2 separate regions of the Cyprinus carpio genome follow, and region 1 is linked to region 2. The links are chromatin contacts, called in public Hi-C maps. All regions are on one chromosome and are shown on one strand. The core of a region is the stretch at or near the end of the contact, and the rest is flanking DNA. Distances in the headings are between cores, read along the strand shown. Region 1 holds the start of LOC109112573 (SLAIN motif-containing protein 2-like). Region 2 holds the start of LOC109112588 (OCIA domain-containing protein 1-like).

Region 1 (6,659 bases), core at 3,974-6,473, 130 kb after region 2:
AGCTCATTAAATAACACAGTTGCAACTTTTGATTTTAACAATGTGTAATTGAACATTGGAATAACCTAAGATTAATGAATGTTCAGAAGAATTTTTCAGTGGCAGTTTGTTAACTAATAAATTAACTAATGTTAACTAATGAAGCTATTATGTAAAGTGTGACCAAACAATAAAGAATCAAACTTTTTCAAACAATATCTAGGCACATTGTACTCCAGATTAAAATGTCTGAAAATAACCTATTAAGTTTAAATATTTAAGTATTTGGCGCTGTGATGAATGAATGAATACCATAGTGAATACAAAAATCTGAATGGCTATTTAAATCATTTAAATACAGTGGCGGCGCTAGGGCGGGGCTTGATGGGGCTATAGGCCCATCAGAAAAGTGCCTAATTAACTGAGACCTGAATTAATAGGGCCACATGAAAGCCTGGTTCTGCATAGTTGGGACAAACTTTGAGTCAAACTTTGGCACTATGCATCCTGGACCACATTTCTCATTTCAAAGATTTAATGCTGACACAAACCATTTTGATCAGTCAGACTGGAGTTTATAGGTATGGCACAGAACCAGACAGAGTTATTTATCAGGACTGATGGCAATGCAGGATTGCAGTATTGGTGGCAGAATCTAATAATACCTCAAATACAGAAAGAGAGCATTTCTCCTAGTAAGCCTTTCTCCTGCGATATGACAGAAACTGAAACGATCTCCTGGTATAAATGCATTATTCACCTCACAAAAGCACAGATCTGACTTTGAGAGCTGTGCTGTGACTGCTACTTCATTGATTCAACATAGTTATAAACTCATTATCTTCTTATATTGGCAACAAATTTGTTAACAGCATGGCTTGAACTAGGGTTGGGAATCGAAAATCAATTCCAAAATCGGATACTTAAGGTCAGGAATCGGATACTTGTAGTCAAATTAAAATTTTGATTCCGCCTATCGATTCCTATGCGCTTTTTTTTTCTTCATCTGTGAGGACCGGACCTAGCGATCTGCCAGTACCTTGCTCGCTAATCTAAGCACTCCAAAGTTTGGCTACATTTGCGATCAGATGCCAAAAAAGCTAAGTATAATATCTGTGATAGCTAAACATGTCACCACCAACATGACAACGCACTTTAATTTAATAGATCGTTAAAGTTCTCGAACGCGATTCAAACATCCAACGTGACTCTATTCCTAAATTACAATGATTCGTCTGTTTCATTCCTCAAACTTTGACGTGTGCGAATCAATATTGTGATCACTTGTTGGTTCATTCGTGCAAAGTATGATCACACTAGGGCTGTGCGATATTGAAGAAAAATGCGATACCTTGTTAAAAAATGCGATATACGATATGCGATACATATTGCTTAAAGTGTGTAAAAATGTATTTCCAATATGTTTTTAAATATTTAAAAATTAAAATTATATAACCAATTTGTTTCACATTCTTTCTTGGAAAAGAATCACTATAACTTCAGAAAGTGACCAGCAGTGTTTTAGCATTACATAAAAAGCAATGTTACAAATCAGAAAATGTCATTTTTACATCAGTGTGAACATAAAATAAATGAATTAATTAATAAATTAATGACACTAATTTTATATCATTGTATCTTTGCTTTCCATACACTTTAAGTACTTCTTCATATACTGTGCCACAGCAAAAACCATGGTCAGAGAAAGTTCAAACATGATTAAAGGCAAGTGTAAACAGTAGTATTTAGGTACAGAAATGTAATAATTAAGTGTAAAATAACACTGCATAGTGTTCACTCTATGAATTAAATTTTGATTAATCTTTGTTATAGCTGTTTTGTAACATTAACATTAGTGACATTTTCAGCAGCACGTATTTATAGGGTGCTGTCCCTTTAAAAACTACTGCACGGATCCAGTATAATGATACACATCTGATTTTGCGCACTTCAGCTGTGAGTCAGACAGCAAGACAAGACAGCAAAGAGTTTTATAAAGAGAACTTATTGCACTTAACTCTTTTTAACATCAAGCAATTCTGTGCTATATGCGTCAAACTAAAACTTTGACCTTTTGCAACGTTTTGATTTAAGTAGCCTATTATTAAAATGATTCAGATTTTGCACGTCCTTGCGATATGCATAATGCGATATTTACATTTGCCAGATTTCGATAATTTTGATATATTGTGCAGCCCTAGATCACACCAGTGTAATTTGTGTTCAATTCATAAAATACTTGTGATTTTGTTTAGTTGTCTGTTTTTTCTTCAGAATCATGAGAGAACCACAACTTCCATTGGGGGGGAAAAACTCAATTTATCCAGAATCATGCAGTTCTGTTTTGCACACAAACAGCTCTTAAAGAGTCCTTAAAGAGCCTGTTGATTTTTGTTCATGGTATCCAGCTCCAATAAATGGTTTGCAAAAAAGAGACACAGGATAAATGTTTGATATCATTATTTAATCACATTGGAATCGAAAAGAATCAGAATGGGAATTGATCAAATTCAAACGATACCCAAACCTAGATTGAACTCATTTGTGACCCTAAACACCATTAAATCTACAATAAAACAAACAAACAAACAATCTTATCCTTAAATCATCACGACTAAGAAGATTAAATCATTTGCGCATCTTTGTTGTAATCACTTCCGACCTGTTTGTTTGACAAGTACAGTTTCTGTCCTACCAACTATTCGTAGTGATAAACAGGTGTTAAGCTCACTGATCTGCTGGACTCCAGCTGTTGCAGGGCTTTCCCAGCATTTTGCTGCCACTGCAAGATATCCAACCAAACAGGATCGAGTGTCTGGATTACAGGATTCTGAGTCTGTGTAAATTGACCCAAACCACAGAATCTCACAGACACTGATTAAAGCACACACAAACAATGGATTACACACTGACATCAATCCACACAAGATCAAAAACTGATAGGATAAAGCTGTCTGGGACTTGAGGACATGGGACAACCAGAAGGCAACAAGATAGTGGTCATCTTCACAAGCACTTAAAAGTTACAAAAGATTTCAAATAAATGCTGTTCTTTCAAACTTTCTTTCTATTCATCAAAATATTTATCACAGTTTTTACAAAAATATTAAGCAGCACAACTTTTTTCCAACACTGATAAATACTTAAGCAGCAAATCAATATATTAGACTGATATTTGAAGGATCGTGTGATAATGAAGACTGGAGTTATAGCAGCTGAAAATTCCATCACTTGAATAAATTACATTTTAAAATATTTTCAAATAGAAAACAGTTATTCTGAATTGTAATAATACTTCACAATATTACTGTTTTTACAGTATTTGGATTAAATGCACCCTTGGTGGGCATATTTTGTTAAGGGCAGTTTTTATTTTAAAAACATTTAAAAAATCTTACCAACCCCAAACTCTTGAAAGATAATGTAAGTGACCCGAGTTTTTTTTAACGTTCTGCATTTAAACATTAAGTGGAGGCATAACAACAAGTGACAATATGCTCATTCTGCCATTAGTGTACATTTAGCTGGTTCTTATTCTTCCCAATAGTGGTTCTGGACTTTAAACAGGCACCCATCAGCCCGACTGGACTGTTTGTCATCGCAGGTTGTTTTATCACTCCAGAAGGAACTGCTTGTTGGAACATTTTATTCTTTCACCATAACTCACTCTCTTTGGACCAGCAGATCGCACACATGCTGATCCACACCATCATTCTGGACTGCTGTTTTCATATTGTTTGGCAAAGTCCACAATATCTTCTGCACATATCGGTTTCATTATTAGTAGTACAAACTCTCAATACAATGACATGCATAGATTACAGCTTTTTTCAGCTTTTCATATGAATGCACAACTTTGAAATGATATTGTCAGCATTCTGCGGATTTCTAGTTTATTTCCTAAAAACCTGATTGCACCATTAAAGTTCATGTTATGTGAAACAAAAGAGCCATACACAATGCAGATCATGCAGAAAAGTAACGTTATATACATCTTTTGTAACTAATCTGCTCATCATATCTGAGGCCTTAATAAAAGGACATACGTATGCAAATACATCATTTGTGTCTGATTCTAAAGACATCATTGAATCATGACAACATGGCTGTCATTCAGCAGATTTATGAAGGTACTGAAATAAACTGAAGGGCAGATGAGAAGGACCCACACATCAGAAGCAACTGCAAGGCCGTGGTGCGAACTGAATAGTAAATACATGCAGTCAGCAAACTGTTGCTCTTAAATACTCAGACGTAAGGCGCTAATAATCATAAACAGATATCAGTCGTATTGCAGTCAATGCATTGAATAAATTAAGCCCAGCCCTTAGCCAAAGAGACATGGGTGCAACAATGCATCAAGCGCATTCCTCCAAATACGCGTCATTCTCTGTGGCGTCTGCGCGCACCTGTCAAACACATGAGTCTGTCTTGTCTGTCTTGTTTTTTTTTTTTGTGTGTGTGTGTGTGTGTTTGGGTTATTCCTCTGATAGGGATTAACACCTTCGCCTCCTGGCAGGTTACTCACCAGCTGTCTTCCTCTTCGTTCAGGCAATCCATGTCCTCCAAATCGAGAATCTCCACCTCGTCCAACACTGAAGTTTCTCCGTCTTCGATAAAATCCAGCGAATCATAATAATCGGCGGCACAAGAAGCGTTGTCACTGTCATACCCCGCTCCGTAACTGCTGCCGTGATATGACTGTCTCGGACTCATCCGTGAGATCTCCAAAACCCCACCGAAACCCCTCGATCCGCCGAACCCCACCCCAGTGAACCCGGCGAGCCCCACCGCCGCTCCCGGATAATCATAACCGGCGCTCACGGGTCTGGTGTTCCCCGGCAGTCCACCGGAAGAAGAAGAGTTGTAGAGCCGACCGGATCGGCTCCGGAGCTGCTCGTTCTGCTGCTCGAGTTTCTTCACTAAGTCTTGAAGCTTCCGCACCTCCAAGTCCGCGTTTATGTTTGAGTTGATATCCTCCATGGCAAAAGCAACGATATGTCCGCGCGCCGGTGTCGTGTCCGTTAGGTTTGTTTAACTACCGCCAAAGTCAGCAAGTTCGCGAGCCTCCGTCACAAGGTCTTTAAAGAGAGCACTGTCAACGCCGCGGCTCAAAAGTTACTAATCTTCTCGTCGTCATCTTGTCCGGGAACTCGAGCACACCGTAAGCTCCGTCGCCATCTTTACTGTCCTCCAGTCGCTCACTGGGAAATCTTTGAGAAGCTCGAAGTGAGACGTCATCACGTGACTCACGGGGACGAGCACGTTTTGGGAGCGACCCTTCCCTGGAACAGGAACGCGCACTTTAACTACACCGTTAAGTAGCCTACTTTGTTGCTGTTCTTACGTGTTTTTTGCGGGGATTTTGTAATTTACCTGGATACTTTTGTCACCAAGTATTCGTACTCTTACTAGATTACATTACTTAGGCAATATAATGCTTTTACTCTTTACGATTTAATTTAGACATCGTACAAAGTATTTTTGCAGGTTATTACTGGTTTAAAAATTCTTTATTTAAACAAACCAGTCCTTAAATTTTAATAGCACTCAAATATTCATTTGACTTTAAGATGCCATCATTTACCACAACAGAATATTTGACCCAAATCAATATTATGTCGATGTAACTATATTTAAATGGCAAACAATTGTACAGTTAGCTGCTAGTAAATTTTAATACAATTTCAGAGTGATTATCTGGGTCTCAGCAGAGAATCGCTCTTATTTTAAGATGAGTTAAAATGATATAAAATGAGACAAAACAAGCATTACAATTGATAAAACAACAAAAATCTATACAGTATATTTCTTATTTTAATTCACCCCTCAAAACTGTTTGTTTCCTTTGAAGAACCAGGATTGACAGTATTTGAACAATTTGACTATTTGACTAAGCCTCATTTTAAAATTACAAGTAGAAAATTATAATTCTTTATTTACAGAAACTAGAATATTGAACCACTATAGCCTTAGTACGATCATTTAGGAAACTGAGACTGAGACAGGTTGCATTACAAAGTTTGTGCATTAAAATAACTGTATAGAAAATGTCTTTTCAGTATCAGATTCAAAAGTTAAAGAAAAACCTAAGGAATATACTTAATATATATATTTTTTTTTACTTTTGATTAAGTTGAAAACAGTACCTGAAGACACCATTTAAGGTATAGACTGAACAACTATATCTTTGCACGTTTAAAGTTTGCATCCAGTATTTGCAATGGCTGTTTCTGAGATGCATGCTCAAGTACTTTAACATCTTTAGATTTTTGTTCCTCTTTGATATGGTCTCTCATTTTTTTCAAATAGACACTGAATTTCTTGGTGTTTAATAGCAAAACCAGCATATTTGTAGGAAGAAAACTGTCATAAACTAAGTTTAGGATTATGTTATTTATATGTTTGGCTCTATTTGGACATGTAACATATTTCTTCACAGCCCATCCGAGATGCCATTCGCAGAACGAATGGCAGCAGCCAGAGGGACTGCTGGAGGCACAATAGGATTTATCTTCTTGCACATTGGGATACATTTTGATTAGGACCTTAAAATGTTCGCTCCATCCTACTCACGAGTCCCAGAGACTGAACTTCAAAAATGTTCCCGTCATTTTATTTCCAGATGAGCAAGAAAGAAAGACATAGAGTATGTTATTGTACTAGGGCAGGGTTTTCAA
Region 2 (6,402 bases), core at 54-2,553:
TTCTATGTGAACTAAATCGGTTCATTATACAAAATGACTGCATCTACTTGGAATACTTGGATTAAACCACTCTATTCATACAGATTTATTTTACAATCTCTTTATGGAAATTCTGAAGCACTCAAATTTTGGTGGAATAGACTTGTAATGGACGAATGTAAATCTCTCAGGTATCATTAAAAATATCTTCATTTGTGATTCAGAGATGATTGAAAGTCGTATGGGTTTGGAACAACAAAAATGAATGACAATTTTCATTTTGGGTCGAGCTTTCTCTTCTTCATGACTTCTCTAAAACTTTTGTAGTCATTTGTAATTACTGGGTAATGCTTTCTAAGATCTTTTACTTTACAGAGCTCTGAGTATATTGGGTTGGGGGGGGGGGGGGTTAGCCTATTACAAAAAGTTTAATTACTTAAGATTTTATTCTTTTTAATGACTTTTCCCATTTTTAAAATTCCCTGATAAATCTAGGTTTTCCGTGACAATAGGAGACATGAGTAAAAACTTGAAACAGAGGATGTGAACGTACCTCTTGAAACCATTACCTGAGTGGCTGCAATTGCAATGGCAGAAAATGGCAAGGCTGTGAATAACGAGAGAGCAAACGTGTTCACAAGTCTCTTTCACATGTACTTTCTTATCAGAAGCATCTTGAGAGTATACCTTGTAATGTAATTTTGGGGAGGAATAAACTGAAAAAATTCAAATAATAGGAACACAAAAAAAAAATGTTGGGCAGATTGACAGTCAAGTGCCAATAAATCATGACAGGTTTCATCACTAAAGTAGAGCACTACTCACATCTGTACCAGAGGCTTTCTGAATTGCACTCTCTGAAGACTCGCCTCTCTTCTTCATTGGGAATATACGAGGCACTGAAAGAACCCTGTGAAGACAAAACTACACGTGAGGAAACTTTCTGGAAGTTCCCGATCACTGATCTATTTATCCTGTAAACAGAAAACCGCACACGCTTTGCTTTTGAAGTACTTCTGCATGAGATAGAGCAGTAAGGGACAGAATATGTGGTTTATAAACATTGTTAGATTAATTTACTGCCTACCTTACTAGACCCCTGTGGGACTGGAGCAGCCGGAGTGAACCCAGACGAAGCTTGCGACATGACTGATCCAAGAAGCACAGCACGATTACACAAACAATAATGTTTTTACAGTAGCCATGGGATTACGCGGATTACGAGTCAACAAGTCCAGAGACACACTTTATTACATGACCTCCAGTCGACTCTTATGCTCTTATCAGCAAACAACACTAACCCGGAAGTGCAGGAGTTAAGCCGGAAGCACCAATGAAAAGTCAAAATCAAAAATATGTGGAAATATGTCTGATAAGAATATATATATACATATAAGAATGCCTTATTGTAAATTCAACACGGATGAAATAACCAATTGTAATTTCCGAACATATTTTTTTAAATAAATGAAACATTTTATAACCAAAATATTAAAAAAACAAACAAACAAACAAAAAGTTTCTTTGCCTGCTTAAATTAATTTGACTGTATATTTGAACAGTTTTCATAAGATTTAAACATACGATTTCATAGCGCATACCTAATATTATATTATATATACCTAATATGCATATCTAATATGTAATAAAACATCAGTTCAACTTCATAAATTGAAATATTGTTATAAATAAAGTCTAAAATTGAAAGCGTTCAGACAAACATGAACATATACATGCGCATGTATATGATAATTGATGCATTAACCCATTTACAGCAATTATTATTATTTAGCATGAAATATAAAAATAAATATAAAATTGTAGTCTTAACTAAGAAGGCAGCTAGATTAGATAAGAACTGATCAGATGTTTGTGAAACGATTTACAGAAGTTTAGATAAATCATAACTTGTGTCAATAGGAGTATTAATCTCTTTTAGTGTTATGTCAATAGCCATTTAATTGCCTCATCTATCGATCGACCTCGCAACGAAAAACTAATCCTCATAAACAACGAACAATTAAGAGGTCTGATCTAAAAGTATTTATTTTTACTTACGCAGTGTACGAGCGTGTATTTTGACAAACCGAAGGAATTATCGCGGAATCATGTCCTTTCAGCCAATCCAGTAGCAGTGTGTGTTGATTGATAGCTTAATCAGCCAATAGAATGGTCCGTTCGTTAAGCGTGTGAATTCAGTGCATTCATAGCTGCGAGCGCAGGGCGGGGCTTAGCTCCGCAATCTTGACACCGCGACTCTCCTATCAGAAGAGCGGATTGTCAAAGCCGTTAGCCAGCGTTGCTCCAATCTGATGGACAGGGAGGTGGGCACGTTGTCATTCGTCGAGTTTTCGGGTGTTTTGCGAAAAAAGACCGAGAAGATTAGCTATAACATCGAACGTTAGAGGTCAACGGATGTGAACTGTTGTTTGTGTAAAGCTCGAGCCGTCCTCGTCATCTTTTGGAGAGAAGAACCATCGGGTTTTCAGCGCTAGCGCGAGCAGGCTAACTGACAAGGAAAAGCGCAGCTGCTCTAAAAAAGGTAAGAAGGGCCGAATTCTGTTTGACTAACCTCAAATACCCAACGTCTGATGAAAGACCGAGAGAGCTAGCTCTCACTTTTAACGCTCATCGGTTGTCCTATCATATGTACTTTCCTTCGCAGGATATTATCAGTTGGTAGTCAAGTTATGTTGACCTGCATTTGAAGCGAAGATGAGTGCAGTCAGTGGCTGTGTCACAAAACCTAGTGAGCTGTCTACCTAGACAGCGTTTTTGGACATCATTGGTAAGGTACATGAGTTGAGCAGGCCACATGAAACTAAAGTCTTAATGCACAGGTCACTATGTGACTTTTCATGGAGTTTTGTGAGCTAACATGAGACAACATTGCGTTTAAGCAATCAGAAAAACTTGAGAAATTGTCTTTGGGAAAGCTGGACTGAAGGGAGACACTGTTACAAAACTGCAGTTTGGTGGAAACATCAGTCATAATATAAAGATCTGCGGTATTACTAACAGGATGCTGTTAGGCTGAGTTTAAAAACCCCAAAGTCGTGTTCATTAACAACTCTTATTTTGTTTGAAACCACCAAATAACATGAAACGATCTTTTAATTTGCTTTCTCTTTCATTTCATTTCATTTAGTGGAAAAGTGTAACATCTTAGTCTAGCCCTGGAGCTGTTAATGCTAGAGCTTTCAATCTAAAAACATGCTTTTGTTTTAATCCAGATGCATTTTTCTCCTTTATCTTGTTCATCTGATAAAATCTGTTACTTGAAAGGCTCATTGATGTTTATTGCTTGTCCTATGCAAACATGTGCATGAGTCATAAATGATGTTAACAGCTCTAGTGTCCCAGCCAGCCTTTCAGCATTTGGTGAGAGAGCAGCTTGTTCATCAGTGAGCAGAGAAGAGTTCACACTCCTGATCTGAGCTCTGAGAGGAGTGTGAACTCTTCCTGCTTACTGCTGAACATGCTGCTCTGAGTGTCATGACAGCAGTGTGTCTCTTGTAAACAGTTAGTGGGGTTTGGTGGGAGACAGATGCATGGGATTGTTGCATTGGAGTTAAATGCTTAGGCCTTCACCTTTCAATTAATTCTCCTAAAATGTAGATGTATATATAGCCTAGATATAGAAGCATTCTATTTTAATCTGAAATGTTGTCCTGAAAAGAAATGCATCACTTTCCACATAAATATTAAACAACTGTTTTCAACATAAAGCTAATAAGAAATGTTTTTTGAGCAGCAAATCAGCATTTTAGAATGATTTCTGAAGGATCATATGACACTGAAGACAGGAGTAGTTGCTTCTGAAAAGTCAGTTTTGCATCACAGAAATAAATGGCATTTTTAAAATATATTAAAATAGAAAACATTTATTTATGATTATATATAATTGTAATAATATTTCACAAAATTACTTTTTACCATGTTTTTGACTGAATTAATGCAGCCTTGGTGACCATAAGAGACTTTAGAAGTAATGTAAAATATATATATATAAATATTTATTTATTTATTTATTTATTTATATATTTATATATATTATATATATATATATTTATATATATATATATATATATATATATATATATATATATATATATATATACACACACACACATATACATATTATTTTGTCAATATTATGCAACCCTACAAGACCAAGACAGATCTGATATGACTGAGAAATTGTCTTTCTTGACATCATACGACTACACCTTTTACAACACAGTGAACTGCTTGAATATTTCAAGAACCCTTTCCTATTCATTTTTTTATGAGCATCCTACTGACAGTATACTGGGCTATTTGCATTGATAACCTAGTAAATTACCTTGTTTAAGATGCGTTTTCAGTAATTGCTTCTTTGCTGGAACTAATGCTCCTTGTTAATTAGTCCCACATAAATGAAGGAGATATACAGTGCAATATAGTCGTAATCCCGTGGGATCGTTTTGTCATCTAAGAAGGAGGGGAAAGGAATGAACTGATTCGCTCCTCCGTCCTAATTTTAACGTAAATGTGCCTGAGGTTGTAGAGTTTTTACGCCCTCTTGAACACCCTCTTCTTGTTTGATAAGTTATTAAGGGCATAATCACAACAGCTGCAATCAGAAAATATGATATAGGCTAGTTTACATTACAGTCATGTTTTAAATGTTTGCATGGCATGTGAAACAGATTCTAACTTCTTTTTCTCGTGAGAACCTTGTTTTTTAAATATTTTTGTCATGAAAGAATGAAACGAGAAACAGTGAGGGCTTTTGATTTGATTCATCCGTTGTCTGGTACAGAATAAAGGGTCTTGTAAGAGTGGGGCCGGACAGTCTGGTGTAGGTGGCAAATTAATGCACATGTGGGCATTTTGGAACTCGGGCCTTACAGAGCTGGATTTTTACCATAAATGAAAGAGGCATTTTAATGGCCTCTTTTTTTTCCCAGAAGAAATGAAATAATCAGACATAGTTTTGCCCCTGGCCTCTTGTGCCCTTGAGGGGTGTTGTGTAATTGCATTTGCTTAGTGAACTGACACTGAGTTGTGTATTCGGCCATCCGTCAAACGTTGCGGATGACCGCCATGACCATATTTTCCATACGCCTACTGTGCTTATAGCTCGCCGTTGTGACACTGCAGATCTGCCGTCAGCTGTCTCGCGGAGATTGCCAAGAAATTTAACATAGCATTCTTCTAGATAAAAGACTCTGTTATAGTACGGACAAACGACGTGATGGTTATTCCAAAAAATTTAATCTGTTTGGGATGATTCCCAGGAATTCATAGATGGATAAGCCGGCGTGATTGACAGCTGTGTTTTGCACATGCACATTACTACGTGATTATCTGCATGTATGTTTTCAAGTTGCATTATATCATCTATGCACGCTGGTTCACATGATTGTGGTTTTATCAAGTTTGTGTTTGAAACAAATTTCCTTTTGTGAGGAGAACCGCATTCTTATGGTGTGTAAGAATAATAAATGCATGACGAATGCACATAGACGTGTCTTCTCCTTCTCGTTTTTTTATTGAAAATTTTTTTATAAGACAATTTCTCAAGTTTAAACAGGTGTAATTTGCTTCATTCAAAAAAAAAAATCACCTGCAGTCAAGCTATAATGTATTTGTTAGTGGTCATGTATGTCAAAAAATCATGGATTAAAAACTCATTTGTTTGTTCTCAGCAAAAACAGTAAACTATTTTTTTTGTTCCGGTTTTAGATATCTCCTTTCCAAAAGGAAACTAGTTAGAAGAATGAAATAAAACTACTGTTTTATTTGTTCAGAAACAGAATTGAATTAAAAATGTTTGATTTCTAATTTTATTATTATAGAACAATGCACCCAATGGGTTATTTAACAGAGCTTCTGAGAGAACTTAAATCAGTAAATATTCAAAAACAAGTGCAGTTTTACATCAGCTACATTTTTTTTTATTTTCCATTACTATGTAACTTTTACTAAACTGCAGATCTAAATAAAATAATACTTGAGAGAATTCACTGCCTATTTTGAATTTGTGCAGAATGCAGTTTCTTTTGTCTGCAGAAAACTTTTAACTTGCTAAGTTTGCCATCAACGTTCATGTTATTTATTCATTTGTCATTTTTTCCCCCAATATTATCAATAATCGTTTGTTAACTGTCTTTGTTATTTGCATTGGGTTTTATCATCGATGTATGATATCATCATATCGCTCAGCACTATAGACCACCTTATTGTTGAGCCCTGCTGTGCTATACTGAAGTTTGCATTGGGTGCTGGTGTGAAGCACTGCAGTAGGGGAAACTCTATCAGTGTGCACAGGGAACAGAGTGCATTATTAATGCCCAGGCTGCGGGTTCTGTCCGACCCTGACCAATCATCTCCCTATAATTCATCCCTGTGGCTCATCTTCTGATCTCATGCATGCTT

The links. A called contact is a pair of places that touch in the nucleus more often than the background predicts.
Region 1: a Hi-C map of liver shows a contact between it and region 2, with 4 times the contacts expected there. The contact joins the promoter of LOC109112573 here to the promoter of LOC109112588 in region 2. A contact is called at or near these places in 2 of 8 Hi-C or Micro-C datasets (liver and red blood cells).

What each region holds. Positions count from the first base shown.
Region 1 is chrB20:13,938,135-13,944,793 of ASM1834038v1, forward strand. It overlaps LOC109112573 (SLAIN motif-containing protein 2-like), which reads right to left and starts at 5,224. Exons shown (of 9, transcript XM_042747127.1): 1 at 4,508-5,224. The coding sequence starts at 4,962.
Region 2 is chrB20:13,809,219-13,815,620 of ASM1834038v1, forward strand. It overlaps LOC109112588 (OCIA domain-containing protein 1-like), which reads right to left and starts at 1,304. Exons shown (of 8, transcript XM_042747191.1): 1 at 1,067-1,304; 2 at 805-889; 3 at 533-586. The coding sequence starts at 1,126.